Regions from separate parts of the Anas platyrhynchos genome. Here region 1 is linked to region 2. Evidence: chromatin contacts called from public Hi-C data. All regions are on one chromosome and are shown on one strand. Each heading gives the region's core, a stretch centred on a gene start, on an enhancer-like site or on the middle of the called end of the contact. The rest is flanking DNA. Distances are from core to core; before and after follow the strand shown.

What was found. A called contact is a pair of places that touch in the nucleus more often than the background predicts.
Region 1: a contact with region 2 is called in a Hi-C map of skeletal muscle, with 2.2 times the contacts expected there. The contact joins the promoter of CAB39L here to the enhancer-like site in region 2. A contact is called at or near these places in 3 of 8 Hi-C or Micro-C datasets (liver, skeletal muscle and subcutaneous adipose tissue).

Annotation. Positions count from the first base shown.
Region 1 is chr1:178,596,358-178,602,778 of IASCAAS_PekinDuck_T2T, reverse strand. It overlaps CAB39L (calcium binding protein 39 like), which reads left to right and starts at 1,546. Exons shown (of 10, transcript XM_072032562.1): 1 at 1,546-1,685.
Region 2 is chr1:178,467,075-178,473,814 of IASCAAS_PekinDuck_T2T, reverse strand. FNDC3A (fibronectin type III domain containing 3A) reads right to left here. Exons shown (of 26, transcript XM_038173524.2): 7 at 5,564-5,622. Among named protein-coding and RNA genes, the nearest start is that of MLNR, 38 kb to the left of the region's middle. Within about 2 kb of position 4,159, at least 1 of the 8 cell types and tissues checked has an H3K27ac peak or open chromatin away from gene starts, as enhancers often do.

The DNA.
Region 1 (6,421 bases), core at 297-2,796, 130 kb before region 2:
AAGTGCTGAACATGTGCTAGTGAAAGGCCACCACCACTTTTTCTTACCTTTTTTTTTTCTGGTCACCACTTTTAAATTACAGAACTGAACTTATCATGTTCAAATCCCTGTCAAAGTACATCCAGTCCCGTGGATATTATTAAAAGTATTGGGGTAGAGAATAGAAACCTAAGTTGTCTGTGCGGAATGCTCTGTTTATGTGACTTGGCGCTCTAGTTAAGATTCGGGATCCTCCAGAAGATTTTGATGTTCAGCATCTGCTTTGTACTTCTGTAAAACCTCTTAAATGTTTACACAGGCATGCCTGCATCTGTGGCTGTGTTTGAAGTTCCCCGATGAGCCCATGAGTGCTGTGTAGCTCTGCAGAGAGAAATGAGACAACTAACAAAAACATTTTTTGGGAACAGGGTGGCTCAGCATTGCTAGTGTGCTGATGGATCTCCAAATAAAAATAGTTGTAGACATTTTGAAAAGAGAGATTTCTGCCCTGTAATAGTTTGTTCTAAAATTTAGGCTTTAGGCAAGCAAAGGCTTTCCTTGCTCCTGGGGTATACTGCCTTACAAGCTGATGATTGCAGATTAATTTTATTTTACTGAATTATTGATGCACATACATGGCCGAGTGACTACTGAATGTTACGAAACACTTGCGGCATTACGAATTGTATGTGAGGAATACAACAAATGCAGAGAATATGAAGCCAAGCGTCATAGCAGTTGTGTTAATGACAAGTTATTTTAAAAGATGATTTCCTCATAAAGTTTTCCTTCCTTACATAAGTGTCTCCGAAATGGCCTCTAATGTTTGTATACATGTTTTGAAACTGCGGTGAGCATTAATCAGCAAAATGGGGATGGTACAGCAATCTCATAAACAATGAGTGTTATTAAATAATCATATTTGTGCTTGGCTAGCAGGACTATACATGTCTGCTTGCCTGATGTGCTTAGGAAGTTAATGTTTTTTTTATGATGACATAGTTGCCATATGCTTCACAGTCACCAGCAGCAGATAAGCTCAAGGGTTTATTCAGATATCACTCATTGAAATGCAAGTATTAGAAATCTGGGCATAATTTTAGTTGGAAGCAAGTAAAATAACTCAATGGAGTTATAACACAATGCTAAGAAAAGCATTCCCTTTGCTCTGAGCAATCTGCTAGAGGTTATTCCATCTGCCACGATGGGCTCTTTTGCCCAATACCTGTCAGTTATGTGTGAAGATACGATGCTGTTATCGGTGTTACTCCCTATAAAGCGCTAGCAGCACTCAAAAGCTTTTAACTAGCAATTGGGAGTGACAGAATTCAGAAGCACGACTGCATACTTCTCAGACAAATGAGAAATTAGTCACACAATATGCATCTTAGTCGATGCAAAAGGCAATAGAAATATGCCTGGCTTTAAGACTATAAGGAGGCGATTTTGTGAAGTAATCTGAATTCCCTCATTTTCTCTTTCATCTAGGGCTGTAAGTTAATTCTACAACACAGCAGCAAATCCTACTGCTGAGCAGGTAAGCTCAGTTCTTCCCAAACTTTTTAGGTGGCAGAAGCTCACAAGTGATGCTGATCTGACATCCTGGAGACTTGCCCACAGCACTCCTCTAGCAGCAGCATAAGCTTCTGGGGACTCTGCCACCAGCTTTTACAGCCTCCACCTGGACGGACTAACTGCATGTAAAGGTGAGGACAGCCTGTTCCATGTGCTTGGGCGCTTCTTAACGCTTTTGTTAAGATGATAATGAAAGGGTTGACTCCGCAAGTGAATGGTATAATTTGTTGAGCTGCTTAATTTCACTTCTGTGTTACGTAGTTCTTGACATATTTAGGGAAGTAAGATGAGTGATTGCATAGGCAGGCAGACCATAAAGGGCTCCTTTGAATGGGAGGAGATGAAGTTGGCCCAAAATGAACCATTTCTTCCAGTTCTTCAGGGATGGTTTTATGTTTCATAATTCTCATTTACTTTTTTTGGCCTTTTCCATCTGGATTGTCTCTGTTTTCATGATGCTTTTCTTAAAGTATTTTCGTATCAGTTGAGTGTTATTACCTGCTCCTCTGCTACATCCTCCTGTTATCCTTTGTGATTTAACTTGCTCCCTTATAGATAACTATAGATAACCACACCTCATTCTTTCAAAATGTAACTTTAACATAGCATTCTCTTCTACTACATCGATTAGTTTAAATCTGGATTATGTGTGGTCCTTTATTTTTTACCCATCTAATCCATTTTGGCAAAGATAACGAATCACAGAGCAGATCATAATTTTATGCGGATCATTGCTTCTTCACAAAACATGTTCAGTGGAGCATCCTTCAGCTAATCCTAGAAGTCTGGCTGTAACACATCATTATTTATGGAGATGTATACTAATATTCTTTGCAAGTACTTTGCTTACTAATTGGACTTATTGCAGACTGTTTACAGGCACATAGGGCTACGTTTTGTACCTGTTGCTTTTGTAGATACCTTAGGTTTTACATATTATTAGGTTATCTGGATATTAATTTTTCCAACTATTTAACCAAAGAAAAGTCAGAGTAGAGTCTCAGAGAAGCCACCAAGCCTGTAAAATTATTTTGTTCTACCTGTGTTCTAAGGATATTCTCATTCTTGACGATTAAAAGTCAGAAAAACTGTCTATTTGAAAAGTGGAACTTCTCAAATCATAGACTGTTACTGTCCTAAGGGAATCTTAAAACACAGAGACTGGCTATGAAACGGAAAGGAAAAAATTGTGTCACCATTTAAACAATAGCCTTCTTTCATGTGGAGGACCTAGATGTCTGTTAATTACCAACTAGTTTGAGGATTTTGGAGCCTGGCCCAATCTGCTGAAATTCTTAACCATCCACTAGCTGGCATATCCTTCAAGGTCTGCATTTGGACACTGGTAATGTAATGGATTTCATCTTTATGGGCTGTTTATGTAGTAGGAATGTGTTCTTTTTTAGCTATATTTCTGTTTTAGAGTCTCAGTATGAACTGCCAACATTGATTCCAGATAGTTGTGTGAACGCAGTAATAAGGGACTGGTTTAAATATTAGATAATGCCGGATGAAATCAAGCAGCGTGCGTTGCCTTTGCTGTGCCCCCTTACAATTCCTTAATCAAGACGTGAGGTCTAAAACCGTGTTCTCCAATTTTCAGTGACCAGGATGACTGAAGAGCCCTGAGAGCCTGTGGTTATGGTTGTGCTTGAATTGAAAGGGCCTGCAGTCATTGGAAACCAGGCTGTAGATGTACATGAAAGGATTCTAAAATAAGTGGAGGCCCCAAAATCTTTTTATCTTCATTTCTTTATGAGAAGATAACTATATATTTATCTGAAACAAGTTTTCACTGCTATTTTCTAAAGTAAAGCTAGTGGTTGTAAAATATTCTGACCCTACCGATTGCCTTTGTGGGTTTGCATGCAAGTTAAAGTATGTGCACAAAATATTTTCGTTAGGATGTAGCAGACAAAATTTTCTAAGCAATCTTCCAGATATAGTGAATTTGCAGTGTTCACACTATTCAAAGATGTATTAGAGGGTGCACCACAACGTTTGTTTTGCCTTTGCTTTTTTAAAGCAAAGTAAAGAGTAAGTTGTAAGCTGTCTTTGTGATGCCAAGTGATTGATAGGTTAGCTCTGATCCTGGTAACAGCTATGCAAACACACAGTAGTGAGTGCCTGACATAACAAAACTTATCAAAATGAGTCACACAGCAAAAGATAAGTAATTATTGTGCGTAGATGGAATAACCAGTTTCAGATAAAACTGAAATGTGCAAATTTTTAAGTATGCTGCAAGAAATTTGACTGCAACCATAGAAAAAGATGTAAAGACATGTCAAGGTGCAGACTACTATAGAGGTTCAGCATTGGGGCTCTTAAAAAAACATTCTGGACTAAATAGTCCTCAGTCCCAACCTCCTGTGGGAAAACTGATTTAGCTGAAGAAAACCTCTGATTATTGTTTTTCTTTTTCCTGATACAGTTCACTGTGCTGCATCAACAGTTGTTTCGGCCGGATTTTGTACTGGTAGAGGTGTGAGAAGTGGCAGTAAGGTGTGGAGAACAGCAGGAGCAAGCTTGGGAAGCAGTATTGTCCTATTAATATTGTGCTTCTCTGTGGTAAAAAGCATTATGGAGAAGGGTCAGGGAATTCACAGTCCACTGGACACTTAAATTCGGCATTATTAAAAAAAAAAAAAAAATCAGTTCTCACTGTGCCACTCAGTCTTCCCTTATTCATTTGTGTGGCTGATTAGTGAAGCAGGCTCAGGGAACTGGTTGGGGTTTAAAAGAAGTTAAATGCTTGTCTCAGCTACTTTCTATCTGAATAAATTTCCCCTGTTTAATTCACTGTGCGGCCACTTGATGTTTCGGCTTCTGTTAGGGAATTGGGGATGGTCAAGGGGCAAAAATTAGCATCTGGAGATAGACCGATTGCTTTCTGACTTTATTGTTGCTGTCACTTATCCCTGTTTAAAGTGTGCAACTACTTTAGTGTGAGCAGCGTGGTGGTATGTGCAGAACACTTCCTGCATCCAAGTTGCTGTGGTTGGTCTTCATTTCACAGCAGAACTGTCATAATCTTCAAACTCACTGCATTCGAGGTTGTGCCAGGCCCCAAACCCTCCAGTTTATGAACAGCAGAGGTGGGTGAGCTTTTTTTGGGAGTGAAAATGTGTAAGGGCATTCTTTCAGCAGCCCTGGGTAGACAAAGTAAACTGTGGGTCCAAACCTTTACAACCCTTTCGCCTAAGAAACGTCCTTCACATTTCCAGCAGTGTGCCAGCTGGCTGAACTTAAGTAATTGTAATGTATGAATTTGGCACTCCTTTCACAGAAGAGAATAAATATAGAATTTGTTATGAAACAGTACCAAAACAAACTTGGACTACATGAAGATGACATAATTATTTTTTTTTAAATAAACAATAAAAAATTGGGTGGTGCTAGACAATAGGTTGGCAGCATTATGGTGTCAGAACAACTTAATTGTGAAATTACATCTTCAGTTTATTTTACAATATAAAAAAACAAACAAACCTCTGATAGTGATGTTTGTGCCTTGTCTTTCCTGTTCCAAGAGGCCCTAATTTAGATGAAAGAAGGTGTTAAACAAGCAGGTATGTTTTGTTTTGCGTTTTTAACACCCCTCCCCACACACACACACTGATAGATAACCAAGAAGCAATGCTGCAAAACTGGACTGTGAAATATGGGGCCAGTTATGTGATAGCTTTTGGATTGGCTGATCTTTGGTAAAGCTCCCTTGTCAATCCAGCACAAAAACACGTGAGAAAAAAGGATGTGCAAATTTTAATGCAACTTTTTATTGCATCAGAGAATACAGTTCGCTTGCTCTGAAGTGTTGGAAAGACATTTTGTGTGACTTTTTAAGTAAGAGCACTGGAGATTACTGAATATGGAGAGAATGAGATAATGTGGAATGAGAACTCACTTCTAGCAGCTGTAGTGGTAGTAGCAACGTGTAACATTCAGCTCTTTGTTATGCCTTTGTCTTTTATCATCTGGGAGGCGTGGCTGTATCAGCTTTCCCTCATCAGGTGTACCTTTTTAATTGTGCACTCTCATTTCCTACAGATCAGCATCAGTCAAACAGCTCTTTCACTTCTGCAAATAAGCTAAAGGCTACCAGTTCCAAATGGTCATTGACTACCTGCTGCTTTTGGATACAGGAGATCTCTGCAATATCTGGTTTATTTATTGTTACAAATAATGCACCAAATTGAACTTCATAGGCTGAGGGCAGGGCTGTGGGGTGCTTGTAAATATCTGTTAAAGCAAATATGTTGTGTGTATCCTATAGTCAGTCTCTGGGAAAACTGTTCTTTTATTTTTTTTTGACAAAACGGTTCATGTAACTTAGCAAATCAGCTAAGTAAGGCTGAACCTTCTGAATAGAAGCCCATTACACAGAAATTGTGTTGACCTTTGCTCCTAATCCTCTTCATCTGCAAGCCATTAATAGGTCTTGTGTCTTTTACATCACAATATGTATTTAGGTCTGTAACTGCCTGAGACATTTGTACTCCTCTACTGCAAGCTTTGCACGCAGCCTTGGGCAAAATACAAAAGTAAAAGGCAAACTGCTTCTGGTCAAAGGTGCTGAGGTTTGAATGAACTCTGAGATCAAACTGGCTTGCTAGTCTCTAGTTCATTCTCTTTTTAGAAAAGGTTTTCCCTTCAAAAAAACAGCATTAATATAAGGAGATACACGCCCCGACGATTCATCTGTGTTCACCCCTCTTTTGTCAGGGAAAGGAAAATATTACCAGAGGATTTCCCAAGATACCCTCATGCTATTCTGGTTTCTTGGGAAGGAGTTAAATGCTAAGAAAACATGCGCAGAGATTCTGCCCATTGTTTTTCCTCCCTGTCGTTGAACTCTCCATCCTGT
Region 2 (6,740 bases), core at 2,910-5,409:
ATCTATTACTAGACTATGAGAATCAAAATGCTATTTTCACCACTGGTGCTCTTAACCTGACTGGGTCAACTTCAAGAACGAAACAGAGGAAATGGCTTATTGGTAACAATTTTTTTTCCTGATGTCCAGGCATTGTCTTTCCTTTTACCAACTAAACCTACTTACCCTAGCCACCATGGATTTGAACAGGAGATCTCCCCTTTTCAGCAATTGTTTCTTATATATCTGAAGACTTATGATGTGTCTCCCCTCACCTGCCTAAATCTGATCATTTTCACTCTCCTTGTTGATTACCTCCTCCTGCTCCCTTATCTTCAGTGCATTGCCCAGAACAGTACGTAACACTTCATCTGATGCTTTAGTAGTGCCTTACACACTTCAGATTACATTTCTCTTCAAACATCTCAGTGTATCTGTCTTCTTTTACACAGGACAAGTCAAAATGGTTGGTATAAATGAGGGCTGGTGTTACATCTTATTGGAACATTTAAACATTAGAGGTTTCAGCTGCTCACTACAGAAAGAACAGGAAGGGTGGGACATCAAAGACAACACTGCAGAGTAATAGACAACTGACAGAACTTTGAATAGTAAAATTAAACCTGGAGCAGAGTGGAAATCTGTTATATAGCAACAAAAGTCAACAGAGAACAGGACGAAATGTTCTTTAAGTGTCTGGCTGGAAGAATTATCTTTAGTTATTCCCCCAGGACAATGTTTACTGGTGAACTCATGTAAGCAAGAACTTCCATAAGACTTCTAATATAATAGATGACAACTGTTAATATTGTTTCATTGTGTTAGAGTTACTGTGTTATGTACCCAGCTAAAAATCAGTGACTACGTAGGTTGTTCTGGTCGTTTTACTCTGTGTAAACAGCATATGTGACTAAACAATATTATGAAGATCTGAAGCTTTGCTGTGGCCAATTTGCCAAAGCTTAAAAAGTAAGAGTTAGTGTGATTCAACATGCAGAAATGCAAAGTGAAAGGTATTTGCAGAAGCTGGGAATTAAGGATATCCTAAAGATGCACGGAAAGCTGCAGTGTAATAAAAAAAGCTATAAAAAAATTCCAAATGAAGCAAAAAAAGAGCTAACACGATTAAAGACAAAAGATATTAGAAAAAAATATGAGGAAAACTCCAAGTCAGGCACTGGTCTACTACTGCTGGATGTAGAAGTTCAAACTATAAAGCACAATGCAGGAAAGCAAGAAGCATTTAGCGGTTATTTCTGCCCTGTACTTGCAATGCAGCAGAAATCTCTTTCCACCCTATGTACCACTGTAGCTGGACTAGAAAATTAACACCCTGCAGCAAAAGCTCTGGGTCCAGCAGATGGTGCCCAGTGAAACCAAATGGCCTACAACAAACCAGGTGGTCACGTTAAACCAGTGGTTCCCCTTCAGTGACACACTTGTGTCAAACCAAGCAGTGGCAAGAAGCCAAGCCTAAACTAATAAGCATTGGGGAGCACTGGGGAGTGAACTTCTCATGGAACAAGTGTAAGAAGCACGTACCTGAGCAACTCTAAGGCAGAGAAATGAAACACAAGGAGCAACACTTTGCCAGGGACAAATACTGGAAGTAACTTCCAACCCTATCCAACACCTGAATCCCATGGAAGCTGCTCTTTTCTTTCCTGCAACCCCAAAGAATCGGGGTGGTGGAGTGTAAAGTCCCCTGAACTATAGCTTGTGCATGAGGGGTCACTGATCAGACAAAGAGAGAAGCAGTAAGAGTAGGACTGAGCAACAATGCGGTTTTTCTTCTGGACCATACGCCTTTTGATGCTAAATATTTCATAAGTTCTGGAGCTTTTCAGTCAACTCATATAGGTGTGTGAGTATTTTCAACCACTCAGCTGCTAAAAAATAGATAAATCACAGTTGCAAGCACATACAACAGAATATAACTTAAGTCCTTTACAACTGATTTACAAAACATTAGATTCTTTTCAGGTTCAACTTGTAGCTGGGAGAATGATTTTTAAAGACAAAGACAAGACTAGGTCCAGATTATGTCATATACATTTTGCTCAAGAACATCAATAAGGGACAAAAGCAAAGTATCAAAAGATTAGTAATGGCTAAAATGAAGATACCCTATGAAAAAGAGTTCCCTATTGTGTATATCCACTATGGTAGTCTTAGTTACATCAGCACAGACGATTGCTCCACCTTCAAGTTAAGTATGCATATGACAGTCATTACTGAACAAGTAATTATTTGGTATTGTTTATCCTCAATGATCAATATCAATAATATCCCAATACTTGACTTTCTGAACAGTAGCCAGAGCTTTACTGAGGAATCACTCAAGTTTCAGAAATTCCCATCGGTTCTCCAGCACAAAACACTAGTGGATTTTCAAATATCACAGTGATATGTGGAGGAAAAAAATATTTTTGAAGAACAAAGATTAAGATCAGAAGAATCCGCTGTGACCGATCTGAGACACTGAGGAGGGATTTTTTCAGAAAACTTGGCATTACTTATTACTTCGTGCACTTATTCAGCAGCTGCAGTTGATTGTGGTTGCAGCTCTGCGCACTGCGCTTCTTCAAAGCAGATTACACCACTTGACTCGGGCCCTAGGCGCTGAGGAAATTAAGAGGTGGCATGTCTTCACTAGCAGTGCACCTTACAAAAATAATCTCCTTATTAACCACGTGCCATTTGGGTCAAAAAAAAAAAAAAGGCAGTTTTAATATGTGCAAGCTGGATTGCATTCAGTGACATAAGGTACTTAACTGGTGAGTAAGCTGCATCATGTTCTAAAAGCCCTGAAGCATACACAACATGCATGAGCTACAAAACATGATGTACTCCCCAGGGCTTTACAATGCCATACAACCAGTCCTCAGACTCTGAGAACTCTGAGTCCCTGTCCCTTCTTGTCATTAAATCCCCAGCCTTCAGCTCCATTCTTCACTTTGCTTTTTGCCTTTTCAGGTCCCCTTGTCTCCTCTTCTATTAACCAAACAGCAAAGGAGGCAGATGTGATGGCTGGTGCAGCAAACTGTACTTCTTGTACTGGCTGGTCCAACAGCCAGTACTCGCTGTGCTGGCACTGAAGTTCATCCAGAAAACAGGAGCTGATGATCCACCAAGAATCCCTAAATACAGTGCTTCAAGCAAAGTATTAACCCAAACCCTGTAGAAATACTTCTGATGAGACCTACAAAAAGAAGGTGTGAAAAAATAATCTCCTGGTTCACTTGTGGGAGGGTGAGGATAATATTTCCTTGGAGAAACGGTGTGAGGCTTGCTTCTGATCATGCAAAGCCTCAGCAAACTATCCAGTCTCCCTTGCTCTCATCAGATCCCACTCCCCAAAGCTGCAACATCAGCTAGTCTTCCACCCACCCGCAGCCCTGATGTTCCCTGTAAGCCTCTCCAAGTGCTGGAAGCCTGGCTTTTTGCCTTCTGCACTGTTTGCTTTGTGGCAAACTACCACTGCCTAGGCTGTGATGTTTTCTGAGGGCTGCAAAGACAGCACTTGCAGGCACTCAGCTACAAGCAGTGAAATTCAAGACAGGTCATGGTGGGGAGGGGAAATGGTGAAACTTAGACTTGCCTATAAGCCATGGATGGTTGGTTGAGTGCTGCAAGCAGAAGGAAGCAAAGGGAAACAAGACAGGGGTGTACTGGAACCCTATTGCTTTTTTGTATGTCCTCTACAACACAGTAGAAGTCACCATCTGTTGATTCTACTTCTCACAGTCTCCCTGACCACCTAGGATGCTCAGTTGCCACTCCCCGTGCCAGTGTAGCCACTGCTGACATCCCAGACTTGGATGCCCTGACCAGGGGCAAAGGACTGATCCATTCGCAAAGCAGATTACTTCGTGCAGTGAAGTAATCTTCACCATAGAGAAAAGGCACCATACAGAAAAAACACCATGTCGTTGTGTTTAAAAAAAAAAGAAAAAAAAAGGCTATTTTAATCTCGCACACAATGGGCCAGCATTAGCACTAAATCTTCACTGCTTCACTTTGAAAAGGGAATCTAATTTTTCTAATGCTATTTTGATGCCTGTCTTCCTACAGTGCGATGTGCAACAGCAACCCGGGAACCCTGCACAATCCCTGCTGCTCGATCTAAAACTGCGATAGTAGTAGGTGTTTAGTACCATCCGTGGAGATGAAATGCACAGCTGAGTAGTGAAATAACAGGCTGCAAAACAAAACCTCTGCTGGCAGGTCTCACGAGTACTTGCTGTCAAAAGGCTGAGGAGATTTAGGAAAGCTGGATTACACCCAAGCTCCTGGGTAAGGCTTGATGGTGTCAGATACGGCCTTAGGTTCACTTCTCACAGCTGTAATCCTTCCTGACCCTTTTTTCTCCCGCTTCTTGAAGTTTGGCCCTAACCACTGGTTCTTCATTCCAGTCTGTACTCATTTACTCCATACCCAATTTCTCCCCTTTATCTCCCACTGAAGTTCCGGTGCCCTAACCTCACAAATCATCTTTCTCAGGCAGTTTCAGCCTCTTGCTACTACTGCCCATTTCACCCACCACTCTCAGTCTTACTAGAAGCAAAAATAATAAACAGAACAGACAGTTGTTCTCTCAGTAGTTCATACACTGCTCTATTTGCTCCTGGCCTCATTTTCCCATCTCGGACTCCTCATCTATTTCAGGATCCCTCAGTCTTGATTGTCCTTTGGACCTGTGCTCCTTGCCAGGAACTGTCTCTGCTCTTCACTTCTTTTCTCCACCACACCTTAATCTTCATAAGCTTTCTTTCCAGTCCCACTTTCTTCACCTAAAAATCTTTTTATGGCCCTTTCACCAGCTCTGGTCTCCAGGAACATCCCATTCAGAGCTACTGATCTTTACTGCCACAGCTACCACCTGCACCCCAGAAGCAGCTAGGATACTCCTCTCTATTTCTGCATTTCATTTCTCTCAACCCTTTCTTACGAGATTTGATTCAATTTCTACCTCCACGACAGGGGCACTGACAATACGTTATCACGTTCTGATGCTTGGACACAGCAGGATCCCAAGCAGTTAGGTCTGCCTGCTCAGCACCACAGAATCGCAGAATGGCAGAGGTGGGAAGGGACCTCTCACAGAACAGAAGTAGTTTAGTGGCAGATTTGGCTAGGTTAAGGGTTGGACTTGATGATCTTAGAGGTCTTTTCCAACATAAAGGTTTCTATGATCCTAAATGCTTGCTGATGTTCACAGCCTCAGTTTGTGACCACTGCCTTTTATTCTGTCACTGGGCACCACTGAAAAGAGCCTGACTGCAAGAGCTGGGATTGTTCTGCTTGGAGAAGACAAGGCTTGTGGCAGATCTAATCCGTGAATATAAATACCTGAGGAATGAATGCAATGAAAAGAATTCCGCACAGTAAGTATTAGGACAATTTTAGCTTCATAAATGTTAATAAATTAAAAATAACTTTGGTCATTTGCATTTCAGTGAATGAAAGTTAAGTGAGTTTTCATTACTGCTGGAAATTGAAGAATTGAACTTAGAGAAAGGGGGTATAAACGTATAAAATAGCAACAGATACACTGCTTTTATGGAAAGCTGCAATCACTTACCACTGGCTTGGCTATATTAGAAAGAAGTGCTTCAAGTGCTTTTGTTTCTTCATCCTTTTCTTAAAAAACAAAATCAAAGCAAACAAAGTGCCCATGAATCACTGTTCAGTGACTTTACATTGAAATAGCTCTTCAAATTCAACAATTGCATATAGATTACAGCATGTATAAACCACAACGCCATGCCAGCTTGTATTCAGCTAGGGCAACATAAAACCCAAAACCTCCCAGAGTTGTTGTTCATTTTAAACTAGTCATAAATCTGTTCCGTGATTTAATAGAATACAAAAAGTGTGGTTATCTTCTAGTAATGTGTAATTTTAAACAAACTACTGCTCTGGAGAAGTTAACCTCTTGGCTGAGATATTTCCTATAGATTTCTCTTTGGATGGGGTCACAGCCAAGTTACAAGAGTTTAAAAGACCTTACTGCACATCAGCTGGAGGAAGGACTGACTACTGGTGACACTGGTGGCCTCCATCAATTACAGGGTGGCAAACCTGTGCTTAACCTTCAGTTTTATCTCAGGGAAAGGATTTCATGTGCTCTGCTTCAGCTGAAGGTACGCCCAAATTTTACAGAGTAATTTTACAGAAAATGTTTTTATGTGGTTTCTCTCACAAAATACATGAGTTTGATCATCTCAGTAGTATTAAGTGCACAGGCTACTCAGTTTTGTAGTTGCAGACGGGCATTTTTAATTCACTTAAAAACCTTCCTTAAACTAAAATGTATAAGATAGAAACAACCTCCCCCCAAAAAAAAAAATTAAAAAAAGATTTCTGAGGTAAAATCTATTTATAGTTTTATATTTCTAAGAGTGTCCATGTCATTGAAACTAACTAAAATGTGTTTCTAATTTCTGCTTGTTAGCACAAGTCACAGTACATCATTTTCCAAAATGTACATCAGTACATCATTTCCTAAAATAAAATAATAATTAAAAAAAAAAGGTGGATTTCTCCATTTTTTGTATAAATAGTTATAAAGAACTGCTAACATAATTTTTGCAATGTATGTAAACAGCACATTTTGTCACCTGTGTCTTGGTGAAGTCTGCTTATAGATAAATACCAGATGTCAGAAAGTAAACTGAATGCAAGACAGATGTCAGAGTGGAACTAGTGACATGTATTCATCCAAATTTGGAGCAACAGGTCAACGAATGTTCCCAGTT